5 separate regions of the Mus musculus genome follow, and regions 2, 3, 4 and 5 are each linked to region 1. The links are chromatin contacts, called in public HiChIP or PLAC-seq and promoter capture Hi-C maps. All regions are on one chromosome and are shown on one strand. The core of a region is the stretch at or near the end of the contact, and the rest is flanking DNA. Distances in the headings are between cores, read along the strand shown.

Region 1 (2,572 bases), core at 34-2,533:
CTTTAGAAAAACCTGCCAATGGCATGGGCCCCATGCACTTAACAACAGGCACTACTTCATAAAGAACTTGTGCTACAAATGGTAAAGACAAGTTGTCAAATGCCCCAAGACTCTGGGCATAGAAAAAAAAAAAAGGTTATACAAACCTTTCCAGCTTAAGTTCTTAAAACTTTTTTTAATTTTTGAATCTCATTTCATCACTACTGAGAATCATGCAGGACAAAAAAAGCATGGGCATTTTTATACTTTCTCATACAATGCTAATGGTTTATCACATTTGTCCCCCAAATTGGGGGGTGGGAGTGGGTGGTGATGGCGATCCAACTCAAAGAGGACATTTTTATGGGATATGTAATCAACGTATGTTTATACTGGAGTTCTGCCTAACATCCTGTGTTGGGTTTGCCTAGTCTCTTACCTCTCTAGCCCTCAGCCTTCCAAACCCAGAGATGAGTCAGTTCACATGTATGTGTTTTGATAAGCGCTAACACCTGACAGCATTTGATAAGCCGCGAGGAGCTAGGAGAACGGTAGCAGTGAGGGCTGAGCACGTTAACTATCGCTATCTTAATCTTCACAATCCTGGACTAACAAGCGACCTCACTGTACAGATTAGAAACCTGCAAAATAAGTCACAGCGACTCTCGCCCAACACCGCATCACGAAAAGCAGCCAACGGCGGCAATTTCAAAAGTGACAGTGTGAACTTTTCATCCAGCCCGGCAAGAGTGAGCGTGCGGTGCTGGGCCGCGGGCCCTGGCGCCGGCCCGCAGGAGCCGCGCGGGGTGCAGCCCGGACTGCCCCGGGAGTATCCCAAGACAGGCAGAGTCTCAGAAACAAGCTGCCTCGGACGCCTTCGACAACCCGCGTGAGGGGAGGACAAGACAGACCCTGCAGGAGCGGGGGACGAGGCCCGCGGACGCAGAACATTCTGGGACGTGGGAAGCCTTGGGGTCAGGTGAGAAGGCCGGATGCGAAGGCTGCGGCCACGACCCGCAGTGCGCCGGGACAGGGGCCTCTGGGGGCCAGGCGGGACAGCTGCAGTCCCAGCCCACCCGGACCGCAGCGAGACAAACCACGGGGCGCATGCAGTTCAGTGGCATCCCCCGGCCGCAGCGTCGCCTTCACAGGCAGGCGCGCCGGAGAACCCCGCGTCCTCTCACCTGGAGCGCGGCGGAACCAGCTACAGCGGACGAAAAAGCCGGCCGCAGCGGAACCTAAGGAGACCGGAAGCGAGGGGCGGGACCGGAACCGGCGGGCGGACCGGAAAGTGTGGTTGAGACCGGAAATGTGTTGTAGGGGAGGGGGAAATGCGGCTGCCGCTTGTTTGGTTTCTCCTCCGATGTGACGCCTGCGGAGCCCAGGCCGGCCGAGTGTTTTCCAGACTTTGACCTCTGTGAAAGAGACCCCTCCCGGTTCTTGGTGGCCGCCGCCGGCTGTTCTGCGCATGCTCCGGCCCGGTGGCGACTTTTTTTTTTTTTCCACCAGAGCTGAGCTTTGCGGAGCCCTGTGACTCCTGTGGCAGTGTCGCGTTCCGAATGAAGCCGACCTTTGAGGACTGAAGAGGAGACTTTTCTAGAGACGCAAGGAGCCAGGAATATAATTTGCCCACTCCAGGGGAAAGCCGGCCAAAGTGATCCAAACACTCATGGAACAAATATCCGTGTGACAACGGTGTTCCAGATCTGTGTGTCGGTCGGCTCCACCCACTCGTGCTTGCTTTGCCTCCTTAAATGCAAGGAAAGCTAGTTCTCTTTACAGAAGAATGCCATGCTTTCATAGAAATAAATGCTGCAGCGTTCGAAGTCACTCGGAGAGACCGGAGACTCCGTTTAAATTATAGTTATCCGAGTTTTTCTTCTTAAGCAGCCGCTCTCTTTAGTTCCTGTGAGCTAAAACAGGAAAGGGGCTTTTAAGGGCAGTTACAATTACTTCATTTCTGTGGGATTGACAGCTATGTGAGGAACTGCCTCACCCCCACCCCCCACCCCCTGTGCGTAATGATGAGCGGAGTTCGCAGAAATCAGAGCCAGCAGTTAATCATTTCATAGCAGTTTTCCAATTCATGGGGAAGGGGCAAGGAGTCAGAGTTGCTAGGAACTTATCTTTTCGGAATTTAGAATGGGTGCCTCACATAAAGTGGAGTTTTTCTTAGCTATCAAAGCAGTCTCCATTTGAACCCCTGGAGGCGGCTCTTGCCTGTAATCCCAGCTGAGGCAGTAGGATAGTGCATAAATTTGAAGCCAGCCTGGGCATAGGGAATTCTAGTTCCAGCCCTGGGATACAGACTGAAACTCTGACTCAGACAGAAGAAAGCCTCAACGGGACCTAACCCTTCTCATCCATTCAAGAAATTCCCAGTGTTACTTGTTATGCAAAAGAAAAAAGAAAAGAAAGACCTAAAAAGTAACTTGAAGAATGTTTACATCATCAGCCCCTAGATAAGTATATCTGATACTTTTTAAAACTTCAAATTCAATCTTAGAGACCCATAAGAGGCGTGGCCACCTCTTGACAGTTGTTCTCAGACTTCCTGTGCCTTGGTACAAACAGACCCACAGAAAAATTAATG
Region 2 (2,572 bases), core at 33-2,532, 1.4 Mb after region 1:
TGTCTTGTGTTCCCTCCCCCAATCATTCTTTTCTTGATCTTCTTAGGGCCAGTTCCTTTGTATTGTTCCAGTTTTAGCATACATTCAATCTCCTCAAAGAGCCCTGAATATTCTGCTGTTTTTCCTCTGACATTGTTGTCTGTAACATTATGTTCTTGGTTTTGACAAGCACTTATTCTCTCTAATTAAATATTTTCTTGATTGTTATGTCCCTCCTCCAGTGACCTTTAAGCTCCCAGGGAACTTGAGCCCCAGCTGTAGTCCTCGCTTGTAACACCCTGAAGATGCTCAGTAAATAGTGGCAGAATTATTTTTTAATTAAAAAAATGTATATGTATAAATACATATATATTTACATATATAACTTTATTTTAACATTTAAGTAATTTTTATTTTATTTCTTTACAAATAAATAACATTTAATTAAAGGTTTTAATTATAACTTAAAAATTAAGGTCTTATTGTGTAACCCTGGCTGACCTGGAACTTCTGATGTAAACTAGACTGTCCTCAAACGCATTGAGATTCGCCTGCCTCTGCCTTCTGAGTGCTAGGATTAAAGCAGTCTGCAACCAGGGCAGGTAAAACTTATAAAAATTAAGGAATTGCCTAAAACAAAATGTAGTATTACTTCAAGTTTTATCACAAGTTTTGACTGACATATTAAGTGAAAAACCTGATCAGTGGAAATTACTTTAGCAGATCTCAAAAATTATGTATGCTTTTAGAAACCAAAGCCACAGAGTTCTTGGGTATATCACATAAAACACATATAGGTATGCTGTGTATGAGTACTGGTGGCTTTCTGGTTTCCCAACTAATGTGAACTAAGTTTCTGAGGCTTGTTACAAACTATCTTAACGAGGGTACTAGGTAGCTGTCTACAGATAAAATCATTGTATCATAAAACTAGAGTGGGGAAGGATTTAGAATAAAATTCTACACTGGTCAGGGCTGGAATCCCAGGTTCAGTGATGTATAGACGCCTATATGTTTGGAAGCAAATGCAGAAACACGTGCGTAGATGAAGAACACGCACGCCAATCACACTCTGTAATCGTGCTTAGCATCAATGTGTACATCTGAAGAAGGTGAGCGCGAGTAAGTCTTGCAACTGTTGTGATGGCAATCACGCGGAGGCTGTGTCAGAGGTCCCCAAACCGCAGCGATCTCAGCCCTCTCACGCTCCGGGGGCGCAGGGCGCGGACTACAATTCCCGGCGTGCGGCGCGCGGCGCGGGCGGAAAGCCGGCCACTTCCGCCCCACGCAGCGCCGGTGCGGCCGCGTCTCGACGTGTCACTGGCGGCGCCGTGGCTGTGGCCGGGAGAAGGAGCTCCGGCTAGGGAGAGTTCGCGGCGGTGGGTGGCGGCGGCGACCCGGACCTGGACCAGCCCCGGCGCGGAGGCGTCCCGGGGTCCGTGGAGAGTGGCGGCGGGCGGCGGCGGGCCGGGCCGCGCGGGGCGCGATGCTGAACATGTGGAAGGTGCGGGAGCTGGTGGACAAAGCGTGAGTATCGGGGGGCAGTTGCGGCCGGCCCCGCGGCGGGGGCGGGGAGCGTGCGCACGGTGGTCCAGCGCGCGGGGACACGCGGCACGCCCCCCCGCCCTGCGGCCTGGTGAAGGCGGCGGCCGCGGCGGGCCTGGGCCTCGGTCTCCGAGCCTCTGGCGGCTCAAAACCCCCCTCCCTGCTCCGGTCTCTGCTCCCCGGGACGTCCTCACCGCGCCCCTACCCCGCGCCGGGCAGACAGATGCTTTGATCGTCGTACCCAGCTTGGAGTTTGGCCTCCTGGACACCAGGCCCGGCTTGGGGGCGAGGGGACGCGTGCTCCCGTCCCCGGTAACCCCCGTGGTGTAATTCGGAGACACCTTAGGCCTGGCCTGGTATGCCCTTTACCTTGGTAGACACCTTTGAATTTCTAGTGAACCTGCAGTGGAGTGAGTGGGAGGTGTAACAAGTGGTCACTGTGGACAGGCTGGAGTTGCTCAAGAGGAGACTCGCCCTTCGGGTTTGTCACACTAAGTGAAAGCAGATGACCAGACAACTTTCCGTGACTGTTTTCCTCTAACTTTACCACTACACTTCCTTTTGGGGTGGGCAATCATGTAAATAAAAATTACTCTAAAGGGTGAAGGAAAAGAAAAAAAGCCCAGTTTATATCCTGTTGACCTGTTTTTAACTCCTTTCAGAGTAAAATAACTCAGTGCTTTTAGTATACTCAGAAACCCTTAGCACTTTAAGTTGAGCATATCGAAAATAACAGTAGGTCTTTTAGGTCACCAGGAAATAAGACTTTAAATATTTAACCAGCCCTCTTCCTTTTTGGGTTTTTGTGATTATGCAATAAGTGTGGTAAAGAAACAGTTCTTTTGAACCACCCACCTAACCTGAAACCAGGAAGTATAGAAGCTCTTTTTGACCCCAGAAAACAACATTCTTTAAAGCAACTTGTCTGACGCTTCTGATGGTGCTTTGCTACCAAGGAAGTGCTTAAGGAGTACCGTTTTCAGAACCGAAAGAGCTAAGTTCTTAACTTTGTAGAATTCCCGTCTTCTCCAGTTCAGGATGAAGATCA
Region 3 (2,572 bases), core at 27-2,526, 1.2 Mb after region 1:
TCATGGAATAAAAAATATTAAATAAATAGATAAAGTCTTCTGGACTCCAAGTCAACACATCACAGAGATATTGTGTGTCTTAGTTAGGGTTTTACTGCTGTGAACAGGCACCATGACCAAGGCAACTCTTATAAGGACAACATTTAATTGGGGCTGCCTTACAGGTAGGTTCAGAGGTTCAGTCCATTATCATCAAGGCAGGAAGCATGGCAGCATCCAGGCAGGCATGGTGCTAGAGGAGCTGTGAGTTCTACATCTTCATCTGAAGGCTACTAGTGGAAGACTAGCTTCCAGACAGCTAGAATGAGGGTCTTAAAGCCCACACCCACTGTAACACACCTACTCCAACAGGGCCACACCTTCTAATAGCGCCACTCCCTGGGCTGAGCATATACAAACCATCACACTGTGCCTACTTAATCCATATTCACACTCACAATAACTAAGCTATGGAACCAACCTAAGTTTCCAACACAGAGGAATGAGTAGAAGAAAGGAGGTATAGACGCACAGTGGGATTCTTTTCAGCTCTGAGGAAGAATGAAGTTACAACATTTACAGAATATAGATACAACTGAGCACACTCTCGTTAAATAATCAATTTATTTGACAATCAAACCAGAAAGACAAATATCCTATGCTTTCTCCAATATGTGATCTCTCAAATTTTATAGAGATACAAAACTCAGTGTGTAAAAGTAATATGAAATCAGAGGAAAACTATCTAGGACACAAAAGAGAAACAGGAGAAATGAGGTAAAAAATAAAAGACAGAGGTATGGACAGTAATGTTCTCAAAGTATAATTCATACTCATATGAACATTTTTAATAATAAAAGAATAAAAGAACCTAAAACATACTATCTTTAAGGGGCTAGGGAGATAGCTAGTGGTAAAGACCACTGACTGCTCTTCCACAGAACACAAGATCTATTCCCAGCACCCACATGGCAGCTCACAACCATCTGCAACACAGTTCTAAGGGACCTTATACTCTCTCTTCTGTCCCCTGTTAGTACTGCACACATGTATGTACACAGACATACAAGCAGGCAAAACACACCTCCATTTCAAATAAGAATAAATAAAATCTTTTGTAAAAAATTTAAATACAGTCTTGAGAGCAAAGCTATATTCTCTAAGATGTGATTATTTTCTGTCAAGAGATGCCAAGTGCCTGGCAGACCCAAGTAAAGATGCTAGACATAGTTCTGCATCAATGACCTGGCCAGTCAGCTTCTGATGGATGACCTCAGTGTTTCATGTGGACACAGGCCCAGAGAGAGAGATGAGGACAGCGGAGGGATGTGAGAAAGAACGACTACATCTTATTGCAAAGTATCTCTTTCCCCAAAATAACCAAGATGAATGACTTTAACTGTGACACAGGACAAAGAATTTCAGTGTCACTGAGTTGACCATGGAGTGGGGGAGGGGGAAGCAGCCAACACAGCAAATCACTGTGGGGAAAATCAGAAAGGAAACAGTCCAGAACGAGGGCTCTGGAGATAAAAATCACCTCTCAGAGATATGCTGGTGGATTAAAAAAAAATCTCCTCAAGAATAGCAGGCAATAATTTATGATAGGAAAAAGCCATTACGAGCCAAGTGACCTTCCATCACCACAGCAAAGCACATATTTAACATGGGCTCGTTATACCTCATTTCTATCCGCTCTAGCCAATTCTTCAGTAGTTGCCAAGGTTTGGCCCCAAGAGTATTATCTGTGAGGCCAGCCCATTCTTCTCAAGGTTATAAATGTCCTGCCCGAAAAAGGGGTTAAGAAATGAAAACAGACTCTCCCACCCACTCCTGCCCTGGGATTCCTTTCCAGACTTATCAATGGCAGGCATTCATTACTCGAGTTTCTCAGATGCTCAACCTGCCTGCCAATCACTCTGGAAACAGAATGCAGGAACAACATTGGTTCCAGTGTTATTGGAACCCAGAGAGAAATGAGGACAACGGAGGGATAGGAGAAAGAATGACTACATCTTATTGCATAGTTTCTCTTTCCCCCAAAATAACCAAGATGAATGATTTGTGACACAGTCACAGTCATTCTGTGACACAGGACAAAGAATTTCAGTGTAACTGAGTTGACCATGGTGGATAAAAATGTTCGGCAACTGTAAGATTGTGGTAAAAAAATTAACTGATCAGGGGCTGGAGAGAAGGTTTAAGAGTAGGTTCTGTTCTTTGGAGGATCCGAGTTGGTGTCTAGCACCCACATCAGGCAGTTCACTGCTATCATTCCAGCTCCAAGGAATCCGACATCCTATTTGACCTCTGAGGGCACTGCATGCACATACAGAAACACACACATACTTAATAAATAAACTAAGTAAAATAATTAAATCTTTTTTAAGAAAACCTAATAATCATGGTGGGAGTCGGGGGAGATGTTCCACATCTGAGCCATCCAAGACCCAGAAAGGATTTCAGCTATGTCAAAGACTGATGGTCAAATGAAACGTTGGTCAGGCTCCTAGAGGAGAGAGAGTCTGGGGAGGATGACAGGATGCTCCAAGAGAGGAAACTTCTGTGCTCACTGCACAACTCAAAGTCCAAA
Region 4 (2,572 bases), core at 48-2,547, 1.1 Mb after region 1:
TTCCCTATGCCTTTGCCCTCCCCATGAAGGCTTTTAACATATTGTTTCTGCTCACTTTTTTTTTCTCCCTTTCTAAATTCAGCTCTGCTCTCTTGCTCCCTTGCTTCTCCTTCCCTTTCTGCTTCAATGTCTCCTTGCCCATCTCCTGACTAACTTCTTCTGCAACATCCTCACTGCTGTGGCTGTGCTCCTTTGAGGAACCTTGTCTTGTCGGGGGGGGGGGGGGGGGTTCTGCAGTTCCCAGCCGTTTCTCGCTCTCTGTTTTCTTGTTTGCCCAGCAGAGCTGTCCTCCTCTGCTGGGTCTGTGTCTCCGCTTTCATGTTTACTGGAAAAGCTTCACTCCACTTCTCACCTCTTCCTGCCCCCCACCGCCTTCCCATCCAGCACCAGTGTGCCCTCATCTCTCCACTGCCCTTTCTTTCTGGATGCCTGGTCCTCCTTGTGTGATCCTTCCTTTCCCACACCCTTCACCCCCATTCTTGGTCCTCTCCTCCCTTATCCCTCTCTCTCCTCTTGCTGCCATTATGTCCCCTCCTGGTTTACACACTCCCTCTTTATCATTGTTTCCACTCCTTCTGGCTACTGATACCATAAAGGGGGTTGCAAACTCTATCCCTGGCTGCATGTGCACACCAGGAGCCTGCCTGGCAGCCTAGCATCAAAATTGCACAGAAAACTGGATCTTGGTGCCTATGTGTAGTAGCTTGGCCTTGGATAGATCTCAGTTAGAGGGCTTCAGTGTAAAGCTGGAGCCCCAGGCATCCAACTCAGGAGGCAAGATGCAGAGAGAACTGTTTCTATTTTCCAGGGCCTTTGGTCAAGTTAAGGCCACAGACCAGTTGAGGTTTCAAGGAGACCTAAATGTCATCACCTCTACCCCTTTCCTCTTCTCTGTCTCTGTCTCTCTCTTTCTCTCTCTGTCTGTCTCTCTGTATGTCTCTCTCTCTGTCTCTCCATCTCTCTGCCTCTCTCTCTCCTCCTCTCTCTGCCCCCCACTCTGTGTGTGTGTGTGTGTGTGTGTGTGTGTGTGTGTGTGTGTGTGTGTGTATGTGTGTGTGTGTGTCTTATGTATGTACTTCTCATTTTGTCTCACTTTTGTCCAGGATACAAAGGCCTTGTAACTTATCAGATTTAGCATACAACATTACCACACTACAAAATAAAATAGAAAAGATAGAAAAGAGAGTAAGAGGCACCCCGGCAGAAGGAGTTGGTGCTGCAGGGCAAAGGCTGGCCTTGCCCAGTTGTTCTGCCTTCCCCAGGCTCCAAGTCAAGCAGGACTGACTATGCCTTTCCTTAGAGTACAGCGCCATCTAGCAGATGAAATGCCAAACCTGTAGCTGAAGGCCTGGAAGCAAGTCTCCACAGATTCAGGCCAGTCAAACCGCAACTGGTCTGAAATAGCAATGTAGCCCTCTGGCCTTGTTTGATATTTCGGTCCATTTTCAACTCTCTGTTTTTCCTGAGCCTCACTCCTGAATTCCTCCAGTATGGTCTTCATTCCTAGAAAAGGCAGCAAAGTTCCAGGTGAGCTGGCAGACTTTGCCTGAAGCTAGGAAGCCCTGGGTGGCATTTTCCAAAGCAAAATAAAACGGAATTTCCTGAAGACGAGGTAATCTTCGTTCCTCATTTCTTTTTCTGTTGTTTCTTCTTTCATCCTTCTGTGAAGACCTGACTTTCAATCACCTCCACAAAGTTACTGTTTCTACATACCATTTATACTCTGTCATTTACTTTTAACTACAAACCCCAGTAGGTTGTCAGTAGCTGTCTATAATCTTTGCCAAAACGTGTGCTGAGGCATCTATAGTCAAATCCATACAGGTTCAGGTAGAGAGCTGTGAAGAGCCACCAATGTCTACGAGGAATATGGGTATGTAGGGTGGCAATGAGACTGTCCCATGTCTGTCCTCAAAGAATTGGGGCATAAGTAATGTAAATATCTCAACATTGCAGAAAAAATGTCCCAGGGCCACACATCTGAAAGCAAGCCATGTCATCTCTCAGTCCTCTCTAGCCTTTCATTTCAGGGGAGGCAAACTAAGGTCAGAGGAGGTCATGCCTAACCTAAGATCACTCACGTTCTTGTGGCATCAAGACGAGACTCCAGCTTGGTACCCTATCATTTCTGGTCCCTCTAACACCTTCCTAATTACACCCAACAGAGAAAGAAGCTCTCCTATTGACCATGCAGGATACCTCTGACCTCCATTATCACAGTGCAAGTGAGAGTCAGCCATTAAAAAAAAAAAAAAGAGTCCAGCTCAAAGCTGAAGGTTCTACCAACTCCATGGCTGCTCACGGTGCATTAGAAGAGCCTGAGGCTACATCTAAGCCTGTCCAGGGGAAACATTACCATCAATTCATGGTGTTCACCATCACTATAGACACAGAATGAGAGTCAATAAAACAACATTCTATGCTTGCTTAGTCTCTTCCAGCCCTGATACTTTGCAGTGTGTGCCTTGAGCAGAAGTCATGAGTTTCTTTCTTGAACTTGAACCAGAAATTTGGGGTTAGGGATACATAGCAGTAATCCTATGACCCACAGATAGTTTTGTACAACCATAGG
Region 5 (2,572 bases), core at 39-2,538, 1.0 Mb before region 1:
GATAATCCCTGCCTTCTTGGTCCCTCTCTCAAGCCTTGCGCTCTGAGTCCGCAGGACTCTGCTCTGCCTTTAGCTGCCTTGAAAAATCAAAATTATTTTTACATTCTTAACCCACTTCAAGTTCCTTTTTTAAAAAGTCTACTACTTTGGGCTGTTTGACTGAGGTGGTGGGGACGTTAGCTATAGTCCTGTATATCTGAAGAGCACTTCACGTAGGGGAAGTATAAATAACCACAAGACAGCATAAAGAAAAATGGCCAAGCAATGGCTCAGTAGTCAATACAGGTCATTCTTGCAGAAGCCCCCGGTTTGGTACTCATTCTGGTTCACAGACATATATCTGCATTTCCAGTCACAGATGATCTAACGCCAATGATGTGCAAACTCACACACAAAAAACATAAGGCTTTTTTTTTTTTTTTCCTGAGACAGGGTTTCTCTGTGTAGCCCTGGCTGTCCTGGAACTCACTCTGTAGACCAGGCTGGCCTCGAACTCAGAAATCTGCCTGCCTCTGCCTCCCAAGTGCTAGGATTAAAGGCATGTGACACCACTGCCTGGCATAAGGCTTTTTTTTTTTTTTTTTTTAAGAAAAATAAATTCACCAAAGTCGCCTATTTTCCAGGAGTTTGTTTTTTATGGGGATGTTTGTTTGTTTGTTTGTTTGAAAAAGGGTCTTCCTATGTCACTGGCCAGGACCTCAAAGATATGCCTATCTCTGCTAGGATTAAAGGTGTGTGCCATTACGCCGACCTTTGCAGCATTTTCAATAATCATTTTTGCTAAGATTCTGTGCTGTAGGCTGGCAAGATGGCTCAACAGGTAAGAGCACTCACTGACTGTTCTTCTGAAGGTCCTGAGTTCAAAACCCAGCAACCACATGGTGGCTCACAACCATCTGTAGTGGAATCTGATGCCCTCTTCTGGTGTGTCTGAAGAGAGCTACAGTGTACTTATATATCTTTGGGTGGGAGCAAGCAGAGACTGACTGGGCGAGCGGGGTTGACCGGAGCGAGCAGGGGTCCTAAAAAAATTCAATTCCCGACAACCACATGAAGGCTCACAACCATCTGTACAGCTATAGATTATCCATATACATAAATAAATCTTTAAAAAAAAAAAAAAAAAAAAAAAAAAAAAAGATTCTGTGCTGTTCCAGAAAGAAAGCTGCACTGCCATCACTTCGCCTTTCTGGGTCAAAAAAAAAAAAAAAAAAAAAAAAAAAAAAAAAAAAGAGCCAAGCGCTTGCAAATGCGCATGTGCCGATCTCCCGGAAGTTATCTCTGCGCAGCCGGAAGAAGGCAGGGAACCCGGAAGTAAACATTGCCGAGTCGCTTCGTTTCTGGCGGATGGTTTTGAGTGGTCTGCGGCGCGACTGGGTAAGTTGGGGTTCTGAGATTGAGCAGACGAACTGGGGACCTCGGGGAGCGGGTATCCCCTGCAGTGAGTCCTCGCGGTGATGAGCCGTCGTGGAACGGCGGACCCGGGTGGAGACTGTGGCCCAGGACGCAGGCGCCGCCCTCGCGTTCAGCCGGACCGAGGCTGACTCCTCAAGGAAAAGCCCTGGTCACTGTAAGCCGGACATCCTGAGCAGCCCGTACCGAAGCTGAGCCCTCTGTCCCCAAAAGAGTTCCTTTGAGGTTCAGTTTTTTCCGTTAGGTGGAGATGATCTTATTTTGTGAGGGTCAAATTAGAATGTCCGTATTGCATCAGTGAGTGGGAGCTGTTAAAGTTCTAACTCGGAGAGAGCCGGACCCTCTGCAGAGCAGTGGAACCTAATGACAAAACACTTCAGTCCCTCTTAATCTTGAATGTGACAGGCCTGCACTCCAGTGTCTGTGGTTTGTAACAGGGGTTGAAAGACCAACTAAAGTCAGGCTTGGGTTTGCGATCTGTCGTCTCTCACTAATGTCTTGTTATCTGAAGGTGTTAACCCCCCCCCCCCCGCCCCAAACTTGTTTCCTCACCATAAAATAGGGTGGTTGTAAAGATTTGGTGACGGTCTGCATGGTAAATTAAAGAAATGGTAACTGTTAAAATGAAGATGATTAAATCTGTGCTTCTAGTATATACTACCACGGATTTCTAACACTTCTGTTTTTATTTTTAAGTCTATTTTATTTTAATTATGTGTATAAGTAGGTAGGTGGGTTTGCCCTTGTAAGAACGTGTGTAGTCTTCTTGGAATCCCTGTAGCTGGAGTTAGGGACAGTTGTGAGCCACCTGACATAGATGCTGAGAACTGAGTTAGGGTTGTCTACAGGAGCAGTAGGTGAACCGTCTCACCTGCCCCATACACAGACCTCTATGGTGGCATATGCCTATAAAGCCAGAACTCGGGAGATGGAGGCAGACACAATTTCACAGGAAAGTCATGGAGTTTAAGGAATGCTGTGGATAAATACTTAGTGTTCTGGGTGTGGATGTCATGTACACAGTTGGTTGTGTAGATTTGAAGATCAAATGAAAAGTCTAGGGCAGAGAGATAGTATGGAACCCCAGTAGTGGGATACTGTTCCTCCTGAATCTTGGCAACTGGTATTGTTTAGAGTGGTGAGTGAGGCTCTTGCTGCT

What was found. Promoter capture Hi-C pulls out the DNA fragments that hold promoters and counts their contacts. HiChIP or PLAC-seq counts read pairs in DNA pulled down with a chosen protein or histone mark.
Region 2: a contact with region 1 is called in an H3K27ac HiChIP or PLAC-seq map of extraembryonic endoderm stem cells, with 11 times the contacts expected there. The contact joins the promoter of Clint1 here to the promoter of Ublcp1 in region 1. A contact is called at or near these places in 3 of 39 promoter capture datasets (embryonic stem cells, hippocampal neurons and pre-B cells), 6 of 484 Hi-C or Micro-C datasets (CD4 T cells, CD8 T cells, embryonic stem cells and 3 more), 5 of 115 datasets of contacts at active chromatin or transcription factors (the 230-238 cell line, extraembryonic endoderm stem cells, fibro-adipogenic progenitors and 2 more) and 3 of 9 other capture datasets (adipose tissue, liver and pancreatic islet).
Region 3: an H3K4me3 HiChIP or PLAC-seq map of stem cell-derived neural progenitor cells shows a contact between it and region 1, with 6 times the contacts expected there. The contact joins the enhancer-like site here to the promoter of Ublcp1 in region 1. A contact is called at or near these places in 4 of 39 promoter capture datasets (hippocampal neurons, liver and pre-B cells), 4 of 115 datasets of contacts at active chromatin or transcription factors (astrocytes, fibro-adipogenic progenitors, large pre-B cells and 1 more) and 1 of 9 other capture datasets (liver).
Region 4: a contact with region 1 is called in an H3K4me3 HiChIP or PLAC-seq map of pro-B cells, with 6 times the contacts expected there. The contact joins the enhancer-like site here to the promoter of Ublcp1 in region 1. A contact is called at or near these places in 8 of 39 promoter capture datasets (the 3T3-L1 cell line, 3T3-L1-derived adipocytes, the C10 cell line and 4 more), 2 of 484 Hi-C or Micro-C datasets (B cells and adipose-derived mesenchymal stem cells), 5 of 115 datasets of contacts at active chromatin or transcription factors (the 230-238 cell line, extraembryonic endoderm stem cells, large pre-B cells and 2 more) and 2 of 9 other capture datasets (adipose tissue and liver).
Region 5: a promoter capture Hi-C map of liver shows a contact between it and region 1, with 6 times the contacts expected there. The contact joins the promoter of Slu7 here to the promoter of Ublcp1 in region 1. A contact is called at or near these places in 6 of 39 promoter capture datasets (embryonic stem cells, hippocampal neurons, liver and 1 more), 4 of 484 Hi-C or Micro-C datasets (the G1E-ER4 cell line, cortical neurons, embryonic stem cells and 1 more), 6 of 115 datasets of contacts at active chromatin or transcription factors (astrocytes, bone marrow-derived macrophages, embryonic stem cells and 1 more) and 3 of 9 other capture datasets (adipose tissue, liver and macrophages).

Annotation. Positions count from the first base shown.
Region 1 is chr11:44,469,265-44,471,836 of GRCm38.p6, forward strand. It overlaps Ublcp1 (ubiquitin-like domain containing CTD phosphatase 1), which reads right to left and starts at 1,284. Exons shown (of 11, transcript NM_024475.5): 1 at 1,164-1,284.
Region 2 is chr11:45,850,687-45,853,258 of GRCm38.p6, forward strand. Clint1 (clathrin interactor 1) reads left to right here and starts at 1,283. Exons shown (of 12, transcript NM_001045520.4): 1 at 1,283-1,506. The coding sequence starts at 1,466.
Region 3 is chr11:45,668,850-45,671,421 of GRCm38.p6, forward strand. The region is part of intron 3 of Gm39816 (a long non-coding RNA gene); the gene reads right to left. Among named protein-coding and RNA genes, the nearest start is that of Gm22284, 31 kb to the left of the region's middle. Within about 2 kb of position 1,277, at least 10 of the 459 cell types and tissues checked have an H3K27ac peak or open chromatin away from gene starts, as enhancers often do. A contact at or near this core is called in stem cell-derived neural progenitor cells, where this site is marked.
Region 4 is chr11:45,538,339-45,540,910 of GRCm38.p6, forward strand. No RefSeq gene overlaps it. Among named protein-coding and RNA genes, the nearest start is that of Gm22284, 100 kb to the right of the region's middle. Within about 2 kb of position 1,298, at least 23 of the 459 cell types and tissues checked have an H3K27ac peak or open chromatin away from gene starts, as enhancers often do. A contact at or near this core is called in adipose tissue and pro-B cells, where this site is marked.
Region 5 is chr11:43,432,443-43,435,014 of GRCm38.p6, forward strand. It overlaps Slu7 (SLU7 splicing factor homolog (S. cerevisiae)), which reads left to right and starts at 1,289. Exons shown (of 16, transcript NM_198936.1): 1 at 1,289-1,377.